Linked DNA regions of Sus scrofa: region 1 is linked to region 2. The links are chromatin contacts, called in public HiChIP or PLAC-seq maps. All regions are on one chromosome and are shown on one strand. Each heading gives the region's core, a stretch centred on a gene start, on an enhancer-like site or on the middle of the called end of the contact. The rest is flanking DNA. Distances are from core to core; before and after follow the strand shown.

Region 1 (5,688 bases), core at 118-2,617, 66 kb before region 2:
ACTGAGCGAAGCCAGGGATCAAACCCGCATCCTCGTGGATCCTAGTCAGGTTTGTTAACGCTAAGCCACAAAGGGAACTCCTAAAGAGACCAATGCCCTTGTCCAGGTTTCACTTCTTTTACATTTGGTTTAAGACTCGTGTCCTGATAATGGGATATTTTTATCTAACACATATATTTCTTCACTGACATACAAAAACTCCCTTTACAAAAAATAAAAAAAAAGAATATCAAATCAACCTCATTATCACACATACAAAAAATTCAGATTTGGGCTTCTAAGCCCTAAGACTTCTGACTTCTTTGGCCTTTTCCACAAAATCACAAGTTGTTTTTTCCATCTTTTCATTCTTCTCCTGATCTCCAGTATCTTGATGTTGTTCATATCCACTGCTTTGCCTTTCTTTTTTATTTTTGTCTTTTTTAGGGCCACACCCGAGGCATATGGAGGTTTCCAGGTTGGGGGTCAAATGGGAGCTGTAGCCACTAGCCCACACCACAGCCATAGCCACGCCAGATCTGAGCATCATCCGTGACCTACACCACAGCTCACGACAACACCTGATCTTTAACCCAGTGAACAAGGCCAGGGATCGAACCTGCGTCCTCATGGGTGCTAGTCAGATCTGTTTCTGCTGAGCCACGACAGGAATCCCTGCTTTACCTTTCCTTAAATCCCATGCTACAATTTACTCATTTCTATCAAGTAGGTCACTCCTGTCAAAATTCTTTCATCTTTGCATTTCACCTCACTTAGTACAACTTCTTACTTTGGAAGTGCCCATCTCTAGAGAATAGAGAAATTGTAGGTATTTTTCATCATCATAATAATTAACTTAAATAAATTTGACACTTGAACATCACTGGGGTTAAGGGCATCTACCCTCCCACAGTCGAAAAAATTCCTCTATAACTTATGGTGGACCCTCAGTATTTGACGTTCTCCATATCTACATTCAGCTTCCACAGATTCAGTCAACTTCAGATGGTGTAGCACTGTAGTATTTATGATTAAAAAACCTCCATATATAAGTGGACCTGTGCAGTTCAAACCCCTGTTGCTCAAGGGTCAACTGTACTAATGATTGGTCACTGAATGGTTGCTGAGAGAAAAGGCTTCGTGCACATTCAAAGAATCTTCAGCGATTTCTGAAAATCAACATATAGTAATAAAAGCCCAACAAATCACGTCTCGCCTCTCTTTTCCACTTCCAATTTCAGTTGATGAGATTGACAATGTTGAAATCAGAAAGAAAAAAAAATACCTTTCTCGGAGACCACAGATCTCCTGGTGAGGTTGTGAGAGCTGAAGTCTAACTGAGTGTATCCATCTTCATCCACATTTTCTAAAGGAGACTGGTATTCCATGGTTCAAGTGAGTTTCTAAACTGACACAGCATTTGCGAGCTCATCCCTCTCTTCTCCTAAGACAAGTGCCTCTAGACAAAAGAGGATCTAGGAGTCAAATCATGTGGGATTGGTTTACTAAGCATTAACAAGTAGTCCGACCAGCTACCCAAAAGCAGGAAATGAAAACTAGGCTGTGGTAACTTCCCATTGGTACCTTCAGATCCTGTTTCTGAGACTGATGTCACATAAAAAATGAAAAGGTAGCACACGAGATAGATCTTTGTTTCAGGCCAAATGTAAGACAAATGACACCATTCATGTCTTGGGCTGCTTTCATCAGTCTCACAACTGAATTGGACATCATCAGTTGACTTGGCCTAGGTAAACTTAAAATAATTTTGATACCTTGAATTCACCAATACTTTGCTAGACCTATACATTCATTCATTTACTCATGTACTCACGCTTCTAGTAAACACTTAGCAAATATCCATCTTTTCATCTGGCCAGAGCTGGGATTAGAAGAACAAAATGATTACCTGTGAAGAATCTCACTGACTAACAGAAGAACCCAGAGACAGTAGCTATAGGAAGGATGCCATTAGAAGGTACACTGTAACACATCTCTTTGGGATTTGTCAGGGTTGATAATACAAAGTAGTACATTATTTATTCAACAATGACTATGAGCTAAGTACTACCCATCTACATGTTCTCTCATACAATCTCAGTTTTCCAACAAGTCTGTGAGCTAGACACTACTGGTCCTATTTCTTTTAGTCCTATGTATTATTTTTCATATAATTTTCCATTATTATTTATACAAGATTTATACGCACCCATGGGTATATAGAAGTTCCCATGCTGGGGTCAAATTGGAGCTACACCTGCCAGCCTCCCCCACGGCCACAGCAACACAAAATCTGAGCCACGTCTGTGACCTGCATCATAGCTCATGGCAAAGCTGGATCCCAGACCACTGAGCAAGGCCAGGGATCAAACCTGCATCCTCATGGATATTGGTCAGATTCATTTCTGCTGTGCCACCACAGGAATTCCCACAAAACATTGAATATAGTTCCCTGTGTCATAGTGTAGGACCTTGTTGTTTAGTCCTATTTTCAAATGACAAAAATGAGACATAGAAATTTTATCCACTTGCTCAATTTTAAGAAACTACTAAAAATATTGCAAGGAATGAAACCAAAGTCTACTCTTACTGCTAAACCCATGACCTCTTCTGTTATGCTACCATTCCATACGCTTACATGGCAAGTAACAGCTTATAGAGAATTCTGGGACTGAATATTATATTAAATACTTGATGTTTCCTCTTTTCCGATTTCCATAGTAATTCCCAAATTAATGAGATATGGAAAACACTTATCATTGCTGGAAACTAGAGGTACTCAACCCATTCACAAGATTTTGAAGCAAACAGAGTGAAGGAGATATCTGGCAGTTGTCGAAGACAAAAAACCCTAGGCCCTCATTAAAGCAGCAAGGACAGATTTTGTTCAGTTATATGATTACAACAGAAAAGAAGGCCCCAAATAAACTGAACTCGACTTCCCCAAAAGAGGAGACTAGAGACTTTTTAAAGACTGGGGTGTGCTAAGGGAAAGGTACTGAGTGGTCTTGAGAGGGTTAATCCATGTGATAAGACCATCTAGATTTATTAATTGATCTTTTTTCCAAAAGAGAAACAAACTTCTCCATTTTTTTTTTTTTTTTTTTTGTCTTTTGTCTTTTTGTCTTTTGTTGTTGTTGCTATTTCTTGGGCCGCTCCCGCGGCATATGGAGGTTCCCAGGCTAGGGGTCCAATCGGAGCTGTAGCCACCGGCCTACGCCAGAGCCACAGCAACGCAGGATCCGAGCCGCGTCTGCAACCCACACCACAGCTCACGGCAACGCCGGATAGTTAACCCACTGAACAAGGGCAGGGATCGAACCCGCAACCTCATGGTTCCTAGTCGGATTCGTTAACCACTGCGCCACGACAGGAACTCCTCTCCATCTTTTTTGATGGGAGACAGTGGTGCATGTTGAAGCAAAGTGGTGCCCCCACTGACGTTAGAGGGCCAATTACATCCCTAACTCCCTAAATGTTTGCATTCAGAGATGTCTTTCCGGACCTTGATGAAAGTTTTAGGCGGTCAATTTACATCTCAAAGGGCAGAGAGAGGATTTTAGTTGCAGGCTTCCGAAGTAATTGCTCTAAGAGAAGATTCAGAGGCTTATCTGTCTATCTCCAAGTTTCCTCTGGAACAACCAATAAATTCTCCTGGAAGCTCTGAGCTTTCTCAGGCAGGCATTTTTAAGAGGGTCTAGGGTCACCCCAGGGACATAGCCTTAAACTGCAAGATTCTGTTACAGTTTGTTAAATCTCTTAGTGCAGAAGTTTGGATGGAGTTGTTCTGTGCCAGGGGTTCTGTGGTTCTCGCAAATACCTATCAACATGGAAGGGACTTCAGTAGGAAAAAAATTTCTCCCTTTTACCTAGCTGGCTGCAAAAATTTTCCAACTTTTCATAGACATGTTGCAAAGTGGTGGTATGGATCTAATCTTAATCTCTATCAGTCTTCTAGTTCCATAATGCAACCCTTGGAAAAGCAGAGGATAGCTGGAAGCAGGGGATTGTCCTCAGTTAATAAATTAGCTCAAGGAAGAAAGCCCCATGGACTAAATAGAACTAGAGAATAGTAAACAGAGGAGCACTTTCCAGGCGGTAACAAAAAGCTTTTTACTGCCAATTCAGACCCCACCCCCACAGTGGGAGAATCTTCATGCAATAATTTTGTTTTTTTTACTTTTTAGGGCCATACCCTTGGCATATAGAGGTTCCCAGGCTGGTGGTTGAATTGGATCTGCAGCCTATAGGCTACAGTGCAGCCACAGCAATGCCAGATCTGAGCCGTGTCTACGACCTACACCACAGCTCACAGCAACGCTTGATTCTTAACCCACTGAGCAGGACCAGGGATTGAACCTGCATCTTTATGGATACTAATCAGATTTGTTTCCACTGAGCCATGATGGGAACTCCATGTAATAGCTTTTATTGTCTATGACTGCCATTCTCTTTCTAATTACAGTTGTACAAAAACAATTGGCTAAGTTTTCGAAGAAAATTTTAAATACGAAGCAGGTCAGAGAGAGGAAGACAAATCTCATATCACTAATATGTGGAATCTAATCAAAATGATACTAAAGAATTTATTCACGAAACAGAAAGAGACTCACAGATTTTGAAACCAAACTTACGTGTAGCAAAGGGGAAATGTTGTGGGGAGGAATAAAGTGGGAGGTTGAGACTGACGTGCCCACACTACTACATATGGAAGGGATGAGTAGCAAGGACCCACTACATAGCACAGAGAAATGTAATCAGTACTCTGTAGTGACCTACATGGGAAAAGAATCTGAAAGGGAATGGAATATACACACATATACCTGAATTGCTTTGCTAAACACCTGAACTAAAACAACCCTATAAGTCAACTAAAAATTTTGACTGTTAACTCCAATACAATTACATTTTTTTCCAATAAATGTAAACTTTTTAGTCTTCTCTTTTGTCTGGGACTAAAACAGTTAAACAGTGATTACACAAATCTTTGACAAACTAAGAAAATAACCCCTCAGTATTTTAAAAGGCAGGAGGGTGTGGGGAGAGATAGTTTGCATATTCAGAGAAAAAGACCCCCGAGTTAACCAATAAATAGACAGACAAAACCCAGCAAACAGCTATCTAATTCACATTCTCAGTGAGATTTGATGAAAAATTGCATCTTATATAGCAAGTTTGTTCTCCAAAGAAAAATGAGAAATCTAAGAAAAGTTCTAGAAGTGAAAATAAATTTTATAAACTAATAGTACAATTAATTGAATCGTCAGATTGAATATTATATCAATAAAACCAGTGAAAAGAACGGTATGAGGGCAGCCCAATCAACCTGATCACGCTCTCATTTTCAAATGCAAATTTGTTTTGTTGTGTTTTGTTTTGTTTTGTTTTAAAGGGCTGCACCCAGGGCATATGGAAGTTCTCAGGCTAGGGGTCCAATCGGAGCTATAGCTGCAGGCCTACATCACAGCCACAGCAACACCAGATCTGAGCCATATCTGTGACCTACACCACAGCTCACGGCAATGCCAGATTCTTAACCCACTGAGCTAGGCCAGGGATTGAACCTGAAAGCTCATGATTCCTAGTTGGATTAGTTTCTACAGGAACTCCTCATTTGTACGTATATTAAATGGTTGTTAACAGTGTTTGCTTCCAGAATTAAATCTTAAAGATAATATCCTCCCCAAATAAATATTTATATTAGTAGGA
Region 2 (5,849 bases), core at 473-2,972:
TACCTATGATTGTTTTCAGTAGATTTGAGAGGAAAAAATATTCTTAAAAAATATTGATCTCCATGGTAATTATTTCTCTCAATTTGTTTTAAAGTACTCTTTTGAGACATTTAGCTATATTTGGGTCAAAGCTCAAATGATCTAAAACGTTCAATTTGAAAATAAGGATTAAATATTATAAATGTATTATGTGATAAAAGAATTCCTGGATTTTCATACAAAATAAGGTTTGAAAAATGCCGTGCTGCAGGGAAAAATAATTAGCATCAAAAAGTAAGGCCATGCCATTTTTCTTCCTTGTTTTAATAATGCAACCTAGTTTCTTTTACTTTGTGGGTTTGTTTTTAATTTTCATTATTAGTTTTTTTGGCCACACCCATGTCATGTGGAAGTTCCCCTGGCCAGGGATTGAACCTGTGCCACAGCAGTGACAATACTTGATCCTTAACTGCTAGGCCACCAGGGAACTCCCGTGGGTTTGTTTTTTTAAATCAGATACTGAGGCCTTGATTAGAGAAGACAGGTGAATAGGCCTGCTGTTGTCTAATATGCTTTTTTAGAACTTCCTAGACTTGTTTAGGGCAAAGCAGCTCTTCACTCTTCATCTCTTCCTCATTCTTTTTTACCCTTTACAATATCTGTTGCTCCTCCACTACAGATCCCTGGAATCACCGTCCTTACTAGAGGTTGGAAAGGCCTTTGTCTTTTGATTCTTTGCTGAGAAAGAGGGGGCTGGTCTTCCACCCGCCTTCAAGGAGCACTTTGTATTCACCTTAGGAGAGGAATACTCTCCTCCGGTGCACTTCTGCATTAGGAGGAAAAAAATGCTTGAGGATTGCTGGGTTAAACACTGGAATCGCTTTATATTTTATTTTCCCAAAAGACAGATCCAACTTCTGGCTTAATAGGAGAAAGCAAATCATTTCTATCTCTAAACTTGCTTAAAGCCCTTAGCAGTCGTGACTGACATCACTTCTCTGGACCTTGATGACACCTCGTGCCCTTCACCTTATAGAAATCCTCTTCAAATCCCTGAGTCACGCTCTGTTTATGTTGCTGCTCTAGGAACAAATTGCTGCAGGGACCCAAACAGGATGACGCCAGCGTGGTGAAGGAGGGGTCACCGTTCAGGGAGCCAGCCCAGCACCCAAGGTCAGGGGAGAGGGCCATCCAAAGGACGAAGGGCAAAATGCAAGCACCGGGCACTTGAGCGTTGGCCCGAGGTATCTCAGGACCTCTGTCTCTGCCTTTCCCAGACTTCAGATCCCAACAAGCTGAAAAAAACTGGATGTCGCCATCTGCATTTGTTTTGAGGGCCCAACCAAGAAACGGCCAAAGAGAGGGAAGAAGACATTTTTAGAACACTTTTTTGGTTTTAAAAACACACTTAACGTCACAGTTCCAATAAAATAAGAGGTGAAGATTGCTCTGTTTGCAAGCAACTCGATTTCGAGAACGTTAAGAGTGAAGGAGAAAACACTGAAACGGACCTAGCTCCTGCCCACCCCCAACCGCGGTCGCCAGAACCCTGGGGGCGGGCTGGGGGCGGGGCTTCGTGACGTCACAAGATACCCGCGCCGCCGTGTTGTTTTTGTGTTCCCAGCTGCCGGGAAAAGCCGCCGGGAATTCTTTACCTGGCCGTCCCCTACCTCTAGACGACCCGAAGCCCCTTCGGAAAGCTGTGCGGGGAGGCGTAGCGACCGGGGCTGGCCTTTCGGAAGCGGGTCTGAGGCACATTGCGGTTTGGCCGAGGGAATCAAGACGGGAGAGACGCGTTTGTCCGCGAGGGAGGCAGGCCCCGTCCGGGGATCTTAGAAACCCTGCGGTCCATCATGAAGTTCCAGTATAAGGAGGACCATCCCTTTGAGTATCGGAAAAAGGAAGGAGAAAAGATCCGGAAGAAATATCCGGACCGGGTCCCCGTGAGTGTGCTGGGGAGGGGGAGGGGGAGAGAGGCGGGGGGGGGGATGAGCCGGGGGCGGGGAAGTCGTGATGGCTATCCGAAGGCACAGAAGAAGGGTGATCCCTAAAATTACCTAACCTGAACGCCCTTCACTACGAGGAGAGCCAGTGGAATGAACATTGAGACTGCGGCCCGTTTAAAACCCATTTCCCCAGGGTCAGAACCCATCCTTGGAGCTGACCGCAGTTTTAGATTGGAACGTACGTTTGAGTGACTCAGCAGTATTCAGAGGATGTGTGGGTTGGGATGTCCTCAAAAAGGGACCCTTTTGTGCGAGAATGATGAGGTGGAGATCATCCGTTTGCTGCCTTTAAGACAGCATGGAAATTAAGGGAACACAGAGAGGATTTGCTGTCATCAGTTTCGGCCTTAGGTAGTTATCCGTTAATCAGGTGGACTTTGATCCTCATAGCATTGGGTTTGGGAAGGAAATGTTCCGAAGCCAGTGGATATTTTATTTTATTCTGTGAGGATTAGAAAAGGTGGGGGGGGGGGGCGTCGCAAGACAGGCCTGGCCCAGAAAACAAGGTCACGTTCTCTGCGCAGCAGCAGCCAGATTGCCTCATCATTCTTGGCTACGGGGTGTGTGGGGGCAGCCATCCTTCCTCCGGTATTTATTCTGAACACATTGTACCTGGTCACAGTAAGGAAGGGCTGAGACCTTTTTTTTCTTGGATTTTGGACGCTGGTTTATGTAATAGGAACTAGTGCAGGCAGTGAGGAGGAACAGAAGAAATATTAAGGTGTCGTTCTGCATCCGGGCGTTTTTCCCATCACCCCCTTCCACTGCCTCCTGCCTGGTTTTTCTCTAATGTGGGCTGCGCAGCCCAGTTGGAAGGCAGAAATCTTTAAAGTGGGGTAGAGGAAACTACCACCGTTGAGTTTTGGAGATGAGAAACCAGAGACTAGAGAAACTAGAAACTAGAGAGTGTGCTCTTTATCTGCGGGCAGGGAAATTAGGATAAATACTACGTATAATTTACACGTAAAGGAATTGCGATTTTCTGATTGTGAATGGTACTCCCGTCCTTTCCAATCCTCATTTAACTTTCATGTTCTTACAGCACCCACCAGCGACCTGGGCTTTATAAAGCTCTTGCAGTCCTTTTCCTATAAAGTAGAGGAGACGTTAGGGCCATTCCATTCCCCAGGAATTACATACAAAAGGGTTTTCAGCTAAAAAAAAAGAGCCAGCCTTATTACCCAGTAAAGGATCCTTCACAGGTTACTTTCCTGGTCTCTGAACCTTGAATGACTGCTTTGAAAATTTTCCCCCAAGAAAGGTGATACCCATGCTTGTCTTGAAAATGACAACTAACTTTTATTGCTAGCTTACCAGGTACCTGGGAGTATTCTCAGAGCTCTGTCTAATATTCATTCACTTAGTCCTCCCAGCATTATAACCCCATTCTGCAGGTGAAGGACCGAACCCAGAGAAATGAAGTCACCCCCTAAAAGGTCTCACAGGGCTGGTATGTGGCAGAGCTGGGAACCCCCACCCTGGCTGTTGGGCCTCCCATGCCATCTATTTTCTCAGTGTCTAATGCAGTTCTATTAAGCAGAATTATTTTAAATTCAAATACCTCACACTGTTAGGTATTGGAAATAGCAGAGTAAACTGTAGTTGCCCTTAAGAGTTCACAGATGGTGGTATGATGGTAGAAAAGCGTCCCAGTCAGCAGAACGGCTACCGTTTATTCAGAACTCTCTCAGTATAAAGCTCTGTTCCAGTGGTTCTGTGGAAGTCACAGACTCAGAATCATAGCTATTCCTAAATCAAGTTAAATTTTCCATATACTTCCTCAAAACAGCCGTTTCCATTTTAGTCATTTCCATGCATTCACCCAGAATATTTCAGCTAATCCCCCCAATTTTATTTTTTTCCGCTCATTGTCTGGTGTTAAGTGTTTTACCTCCGTGATAAAATGTAAGGTAACATGGCCATCGCGTAGATCTCATGATTCCTCCAGTTAGGTTTTAACCAGCCATCATCCTTCCAGCCCGTTCCTTAGATGTTCAGCCTCTGGCCCTCTTTCTAGTTGTGACACAAAAGGAGCTCTGCTCTGAGTTCTGGGATTTGGTGCTGGTTCTGAGCTGAAGCCTGAATCTGGCTGGCTGTGCCGAAGGATCCTGTTTACAGACAAGTGGGTTAGAGTAAATAATTTCTAAAGCCCTTTTCCGCCTGACCAGAGTGTTGTTAAAGCAGTCACGTACCCTGACTGCTCACGTGACTTGGGTTTAGCCTCTGCACATCTCTAGAGCTGCCATCCAGAAAAATCGGCATGCTTGTGCCTTGAGACAGAGGGTGTCATGGGATTTTGAAATTATCTTTATAGCGACAATGAAGTGAAAACCGGCAGTAAAGCAGGAAAATACTTGGGAGAGATGGTGTGCTTTTTTGAAAATTCATGCACAGTCCAGCCCTGTGGAGTATTAGCCACATCTCACAGATAGGAAAACAAGAGACCCAAACAGGCAAAGCATCTAGCCCAGGGCCCCTCGTTAGGGAGGAGCAGAGCTGGCATTCCTGGGAAATGTGGATATTTTATGGTAAATGAAAGCCTTAATGGTTCCCCCTCCCCTCCTGTTCCCTAAGATCCCACTGTCTCCTCCCATTGTCACAGTTGCACTTGGTTTTGTTGCTGTCTTTCTTGGCTCCCTTCTTGTGGTTTCCATCTCTGGTTGATTGGGGCTGGAGCTGCCAGGTCTCTGATTCCTGCCTGACACAAGGCTGTGCGCCCTCCCCCTTCGATTTTATTTACCTGCTTCCTCCTGTCCATCCTCCTCGTTGGACCTTCACTGGTGTCATGCCAATTCATGCTTTTCCTACTTTTTCTTTGAATTTCTCATTCACGTATTACTACTACAATTTTTATTTATTTATTTATTTATTTTTATTTTTTCTTCCAGTTTTACTAAGATACAGTTGACATATGGCAACTGTATAAGTTTAAAGTGTACAGCAAATGATTTGACTTACATACATCATGGAATGAGTATCACAGTAAGTTTAGTGAACATCCGTCCTCTCATATAGTTGCAAAATGAAAGATAAAAAAATTTTGATGAGAATTCTTAGGATTTACTCCAGCAATTTTCATAAAAGTGTTAATTATACATCAGTGTTAATTTGGCATACTGTGTATTATATCCCTAGTACTTATTTATCTAGTAACTGGAAGTTTATATACCCTTTGACCACCTTTATCACCTCACCCCATCTCCCCCCACTTCGCCTCTGGTAACCACAAATCTGATTTCCTTTGCTGTGGCTTTCTTTGTATATTTGTTTGTTTTTAAGGCGTAATTGACCTATAACACTGTTAAATCCTGTCACACAACGTAGTGGTATTTTTTCTATTCATTTCAAAGTGATCACCATCATAAATCTAGTTATGATATGTCACCATGTTACTTAGTTATCACCTATATTTCTCACACTATACATTTTGTACTTGTGACTCATTTAGTTTGGTACTGGATTTATTTTTGTTTTTAAGTGTGATTATCTCCTGGTCTTCCTAGTACAGGATTCTTTTTCTCTGCAAAAATGGATAGGTTTTTCACTATATTAATCTGTCCTCTTAAATTTAAAACCTTCGGATTTCTCCAGGTCAGCCCTTGTGTTTAAATCTTTGTAATGTACAAAGCTTTTTCACATAAAATTTAATGGATTATTCAAGTTCATTGTATCATGATTGTGTAAAAGATGTGTTTGAAGATTGTCATCTTCCTTTTACTTATTGAAATTCTGTAGCTCAGAGAGGTTAAGTGACCTGTTGAAGGTCACACAGCTACCAGAGATACTTGTCCAGTGCTTATTTCTGTTTCCTTAAATTTTCTGTACTTTCCATATCTTCTGTTTAGAATGAGTATATTTCCTAAA

What was found. HiChIP or PLAC-seq counts read pairs in DNA pulled down with a chosen protein or histone mark.
Region 1: an H3K27ac HiChIP or PLAC-seq map of alveolar macrophages shows a contact between it and region 2. The contact joins the promoter of CLEC7A here to the promoter of GABARAPL1 in region 2. A contact is called at or near these places in 6 of 47 Hi-C or Micro-C datasets (blood, embryonic fibroblasts, fetal liver and 3 more) and 2 of 2 datasets of contacts at active chromatin or transcription factors (alveolar macrophages and skeletal muscle).

Annotation. Positions count from the first base shown.
Region 1 is chr5:61,828,706-61,834,393 of Sscrofa11.1, reverse strand. CLEC7A (C-type lectin domain containing 7A) reads right to left here and starts at 1,367. Exons shown (of 4, transcript NM_001145866.1): 1 at 1,265-1,367. The coding sequence starts at 1,367.
Region 2 is chr5:61,763,300-61,769,148 of Sscrofa11.1, reverse strand. It overlaps GABARAPL1 (GABA(A) receptor-associated protein like 1), which reads left to right and starts at 1,722. Exons shown (of 4, transcript NM_001190287.1): 1 at 1,722-1,922. The coding sequence starts at 1,833.